Regions from separate parts of the Sus scrofa genome. Here region 2 is linked to region 1. The links are chromatin contacts, called in public Hi-C maps. All regions are on one chromosome and are shown on one strand. Each heading gives the region's core, a stretch centred on a gene start, on an enhancer-like site or on the middle of the called end of the contact. The rest is flanking DNA. Distances are from core to core; before and after follow the strand shown.

The links. Hi-C and Micro-C count contacts between places; a contact is called where the count stands out from the background.
Region 2: a Hi-C map of liver shows a contact between it and region 1, with 6 times the contacts expected there. The contact joins the promoter of ADRA1A here to the enhancer-like site in region 1. A contact is called at or near these places in 1 of 5 promoter capture datasets (liver), 3 of 47 Hi-C or Micro-C datasets (heart right ventricle and liver) and 1 of 2 datasets of contacts at active chromatin or transcription factors (skeletal muscle).

Annotation. Positions count from the first base shown.
Region 1 is chr14:10,634,405-10,637,481 of Sscrofa11.1, forward strand. ADRA1A (adrenoceptor alpha 1A) reads right to left here. Exons shown (of 2, transcript NM_001123072.1): 2 at 2,740-3,077. The coding sequence ends at 2,740. Among named protein-coding and RNA genes, the nearest start is that of ADRA1A, 95 kb to the right of the region's middle. Within about 2 kb of position 1,562, at least 1 of the 83 cell types and tissues checked has an H3K27ac peak or open chromatin away from gene starts, as enhancers often do. A contact at or near this core is called in liver, where this site is marked.
Region 2 is chr14:10,729,422-10,732,317 of Sscrofa11.1, forward strand. It overlaps ADRA1A (adrenoceptor alpha 1A), which reads right to left and starts at 1,436. Exons shown (of 2, transcript NM_001123072.1): 1 at 554-1,436. The coding sequence starts at 1,436.

The DNA of each region.
Region 1 (3,077 bases), core at 312-2,811:
TACAATTGTCATGGCTTTTATTGGATGACCGGAAGATTTTCTAGTTGTTTATTTTGATTAGAAATGGCATTAAGGTTAGCTTTCTGGTGATCTTAAGCTTTTTTTTTTTCTTTTTTTTTTTTTTTTTCCCTCGCTTTTTAGGGCTGCACCCAGAGCATATGGAAGTTCCCAGGCTAAGGGCTGAATCGGAGCTACAGCTGCCGGCCTACACCACAGCCACAGCAATACAGGATCTGAGCCATGTCTGTGACCTGCATCACAGCTCACTGCAACGCCAGATCCCCAACCCACTGAATGAGGCCAGGGATTGAACCTGCATCCTCATGGATACTAGTTGGATTCGTTTCCACTGAGCCATGACGGGGACTCCCTGATCTTAAGCTTTCTAGTAGCTAAAATTTAAATTTGTCTGTAAATGTATTTAAAAAATATCTCACATATGGAGTCATATTCTGTTGCAGAAAAACTTTTACTATTCTTTTCATGGGGATGTTCTTCCTGTCACGGGGAGCCTGGTAAGTGGCTTTTAAAATTCAGATCCTGGGATACCTGCTATGGAGCAGTGGGTTAGGAATCCAACTGCAGCGGCTCAGGCTGCTCAGGAGGCAGGGGGTTTGATCCCCAGTTGGGCACGGTGGGTTAAAGGATCTGGTTCTGCTGTAGTTGTAATGTAGGATGCAGCTGCAGGAACTTTCATATGCTGCCGGTGCAGCCACAAAGTTAAAAAAAAAAAAAATCAGGTCCTAAAAGAAGCTCTTTTCAACAAGGAAACTTAAGTGGGGTTTGCATATTCTGGTTCTTCCTTGAGGCCTACATCCATAATAGGACACCCACATCTGGTAGAGCAGTTATGGGACATGCAAACAGACCAGAAGAGTCTAAAAATCCAGCCAACATCTACTGCCAGAATCCAAGTTACGAGCACAAGGCAGAGTGTCTCTTGGGTCAATAGCAAGACACTTTCCGGAAAGGTCTGAGAAAGCAATCATATTCGATGTCAAAATGCAACCCACAACCAAACTCAAAGCCATATGCAAACATACCTTCCGTGGCAGTGTGCAAAGAAATGAGCTTTTTAGAAGGATTTCAGGAAATGATTATTGTGTTGCAAGCAAAGAAGGAAAAGATGAAGGGAGGCATTACCTTGTGGTGAGGGTTAAATATTGGCTACAATCTGCTTTAAAATTCTGAGAGGGAAAAGAGGGCCACAGAAATGGTCAGTAGTTTTAAGAACAGCGATTCTAGTCAAGAAGTATTTCAAAAAAACCTAAATCGTAATTTTAAATTCTTGAGGAATGTGAAAATATATTAATTTTGACATAGAGTCACCATCTGTATCTTAGTAATATACTGAATTATTAAGGTTTACCAAAATTTGGTCGACTTAAAGCAAAAAAAGAGTGTATTCCCCAGGATTCCTGTAAAAAGTGGAATTCAGTGCAGTGGATGGGCCATGGGATCTTTTATCAGAATAAACAGGCTTCTGTCAAAAACTGTTTGCACACTTCGGTTTTTGATGGGTTTTTTGGTGACCAGAAAGTATCCTCCCAAGATAAACATGGGTACCTTTCAAAGTTCAGGAAAGATACGCCTGGATCATCAGGTTCATTCCAACGTGTTCCGCGCACACTGGGGACCTTGAACTTCATTCATTATGCAACGGTGAAGCAGCTGAGGAAAAAAATGGGGGTCTCGATGTGCCTTTCAGAATATCACAAGCTTTGGGTTTTCCTAATGGCGTTGTGGAAAAAGTAAGTGATTTGCCAAAAAGAGCCTTTCGAGGCCACTTCGAAAAGGCTGTGGAGTAATCTCTGTTTTCGCGTGAAATTAGCACCCACCCCACCCCAAGCTCCTGATCTTTAAATATGTTACATGAGAAGCCTTCCCCCACCTGAACTTGGAATTGCTTAATGGCATCGTGTCCACAGTAGTCAAGGTAAAAAAAGGACCCTCATGTCTACTGTCTTCCATTAGGAAAAGCCATCCTCTCGCCACCTGGTTCTTTCAAAGCTCTCCAGCCCCAAGCATGTGCCCCAGTAGTTCGGAGACATCATGAGTGTCCCTCACCCTCAGCCTTAAGGGTGTCAGGAGCCATATCTGGTCAAATGGCAGCCAGAGGTAAATCTCGCTGTCAAGTTTCACCCAAGCTGAGGACCTGGATGTCATCAGAAGTGGTGGGGTTTAAAACCGGCTCTAAAACGAACGTGTCTGGATACCAAACACCCACTGAAGCCTCTTCCTCTCCAGGCCCCCCTCCCCATCCATATTCAACGTGGCTGTCAGTAAGTCCAGCCTGGAAATAAAATCCCCTCACTCCATCAAGAAATAGCTCCAAACTTAGAGTGCATGCTCAAAATATTCATGATGAAATCATAATCCTATATTTATAGTCTTTTGGATTGTGTATGAAATTCTGTTTCCCATGGTGTTTTTCGTTGACGGGGCCAGACAAGGAGAGAGGGCTGGGAGGACGACACGGAGAGCATTAGCCTCAAGGAAAGGATGTTTCTCATCAGCGGGAACTGGATGGTTGAGGGATCGCCTCCTCTCTCTTCCCCAAGCCCTACCCACTGCCCCGGAGCGGGCTCCTCCCCAGCCCCATCCCTAGATGGTCCCTGGTTTAATGGTCCTGTCTTGTCATCCAGGAAGAGTGAATTTCCTGCTAGGAAATTGGAGTTGGTACCTAAGGTCTCCACCCCTCCCGCCGCCCTCCTCTCTTCCTCCAGACCTTTCCCGTGTCTAGACTTCCTCCCCATTTTCACTGAGGGAGATCGTGTGGATCTTAATGGTTGGGATTGGATGGTTTTCGTCACGGCTGGGGGTGGAGGGCCCCATGCAGCAGCAGACCTGCAGGAAGTTTTTACTTCTCACCCGGGCAGTGGTGCACGCGGACGGGTCTTTGGGCACCGTAATCCTGGCAGAGGCCCGGGGCATGGAGGAGAAAAATTTCCATTCACAGACTCCATCGGTCTTGGAGATCTTATAGAAGGTCTCTCCAGACCCCACCGGAATTCGCACCAAGTCCTTGTGCTGCTCCTCCAGGGCGTGGCTGGTGGGGTGCAGGGTGTAGCCCAGGG
Region 2 (2,896 bases), core at 186-2,685, 95 kb after region 1:
TGAATCCAGAAAATAATGTTAACACAGATATAGGACATAAACAGACCATTATAACTAACCCTTAGGAATAATCTAATCTAATAATAAAATTACACCTTTGTTCAGAATAAGCACGGTGCTTATTTTTAGGCCAAGAGAATTTGCTGTCCACAGCAGCAGAGGTGAAAGTGGCATTCCACCAGCCTTTGCCTAAGCGCCGGGTGGAGCCGCTGAAACTCGACATCTGAGGATGGATGTATTTAAATTAAACACATGCTTCCAAGCATTAAGAAAAGTTGACGTTCTTTTAAGGAGACCAATTAATCTGCATCAGTAGGAAGCCACTTTGCAGTAGCTGAAAAAGTGCCCTAAGGACTTAATAGAAATGAGATAGGAGCAGAAAGGGAATGAAAATTCACTTTTCTACAGGGGAGTCTTTCCTAACTGCCCTCCTAGCTCTGCCGTTTGAAATGCAGATCCCTTTCTCTTCCACGCCAGACTGTGCTCTAGGGTAGCAGAAAGGGAAGGGGGTGAAGCCCCCTAAATGCGAAGAAGAGGTGTTGTAAAGACTTACCAATGGGCATCACTAAGAAAAAAGGCAGCCAGCAGAGGACGAAGCAGCCGACCACTATGCCCAGTGTCTTGGCCGCTTTCTTCTCTCGGGAAAACTTGAGGAGTCTCACGGAGAAGTGCGTCTTGTTCTTGGCGCTGGTCACCCCGCTGCCTCCGACCGGGGCGTTTTTCCGATGGATGCGGAGTGTCACCTGCTCTGAGTCCGACTTGTCGGTCTTGAGACCCGATTTGAGGCCCCGGCTCTCCCTCTTGGCCACCACGTAGACCCGGCAGTACATAACCAGGATGATGGTCAGCGGCACGTAGAAGGAGCCCAGCGCGGAGAAGAGCACGTAGCCCGGTTCCTCATTGATCTGGCAGATGGTCTCGTCCTCAGGTGCCGGCTGCCTCCAGCCGAACAGAGGCCCTATGGAGATGACCAGGGAGAGCGCCCACACGCAGAGCAGAGCCATCAGGCCCCGTTTCTGGGTGACGATGGTGGGGTAGCGCAGCGGGTAGCTCACGCCGATGTAGCGGTCGATGGAGATGATGCAGAGTCCCATGATGGATGCAGTGCAGCACAAGACGTCCACCGCCGCCCAGATGTTGCAGAAGACCCTGCCAAAGGCCCAGTAGCCCAGGATCTCGAAGATAGCGGAGAAGGGCAGCACCGTAGAAGTGAGCAGAAGGTCGGCCACCGCCAGGTTGACGATGTAGTAGTGAGTGACCGAGTGAAGATGCCGGTGGCAGGCCACGGAAAGGATCACAAGGATGTTCCCCAGTACCCCGAAAATGATGAGCCCCCCCAAGATCACCCCAAGCAGAATGGCCTTGGAAATATTCACCGGTGGCGGCGGGTGGGTGCAGTTGGAGCTGTCTGAGGCATTTCCAGAAAGAAACACCATGGTCCCAGCCGGAGCAGGGCGAGGTGCCGCTCTTGAGGGCCACTCCCGGGAGGCGCGAAGGCGGACGCGGGAGTGGGGGGAGTGGGGAGTCAAAAGGTCACGGCTCGGGGGAGTCTTGCCTGCCGCGGTTGTCTGGGGGTAAGAGAGAGCGTGCGGGTGGGAAGCACCCCCGGGCAGCCCTGGAAATCCTCAGAAGGCCACATAAAGGGGCAGGGCATTAAAGACAACATGGCCAGGGGCGCGCGGGGCTGCCTGCTGACCCTCTCCACCTGCTGCGCTGGCCCAGGGCCCCAACTCCCTCCCTTCGCAAGATTTAGAGCGAAGCTTGAGGAGATGCGTTGCAAAATGCAATCCCAGGATTACGGGAGTCTCCTTTTCTGCACTGTCTGATCCATCCGGGTCAGAAGATTGAGCATTCTGCACATAATTTGGAATTCCCCCCCAAACCACAAGCAAGCACTGGTCTGCCGTCGACTCTCAAAGCTGGGGACTAAAGGCATCTGGGCACTTCACACCGCCAGTAGTTGCCCACGGTGTGGCTGGACTCATGCTTGACCCATCTTCTAGGCGCAGAGGTCGGGGACATGGATGTGAAATATTTGCCAAGACCGAGGCGGCTGCGGAGCAGTTGTTTGCCAGCGTCCTCCTGAAAAAAGCGCAAAGAGAAATGCCGGGTGTAAGTCAGGCGCCCTGAGGAGGGAGGCTGTGTCGGGCTCGACGGGTAATCCTACCCGGCTGGGAACCCGCGTGCTCTGCGGTCTTGAAGCGGCTTGCCCTGCCGCAGCCGAGCGCGCAGGAGGGGACCGCGAGTTGTGCGGCGCCGCTGGGAACCTTGCCCTGGCGCGCTTCGGCGCGCGGCCTCTAGCCAGGTTCAAGAACCGAAGCAAACAAACCCCAAGCTGCAGCGCCCCGCGGCCACACAGTGAAATTAAAATCCCCAAGCCCGCGAGGCGCGACTGCGGCTGACCGTTCTGTCGCACCAAGCCGAGCAGGTGGACACCCGGAGAATCTACCCGGTTGCCATTTGAACAGGTTGCTTCGCAGTCACCTGGAAGGGGAGGCCTGGGAGAGGGAGCCATTGCGACCCGGGACCTCAGGGCCAGTGACACGCTCACGCGGGAGGAATTCACACTTGAATGTGTGGAGCGCGCCGGTCTGTCGACCCAACAAACGGGCCTGAGAGCCGGGTCCAGAGCAAAGCCCTCGGGACTCAAGGAGGGCTGTACGCGACCTGGGTCGGTCCAGGATTCCTTTCCAAGCCGCAGGATCAGTGGTCCCGGAGGACTCGAACCTCAAGCCACACCCAGGCTGGCTTTGGGGGTCCAGGGGGGAGGAGTGGGAGCGGGCAGCCTCACTCTACCGAAGGGGCTTTGCACGCGGCAGTCATTGCGGAATTTGTAAGCATAAAAAAATCAAATGCACGCGCTAGCGGGTGGAGGACGCCTCGTATTTTCTGAGCT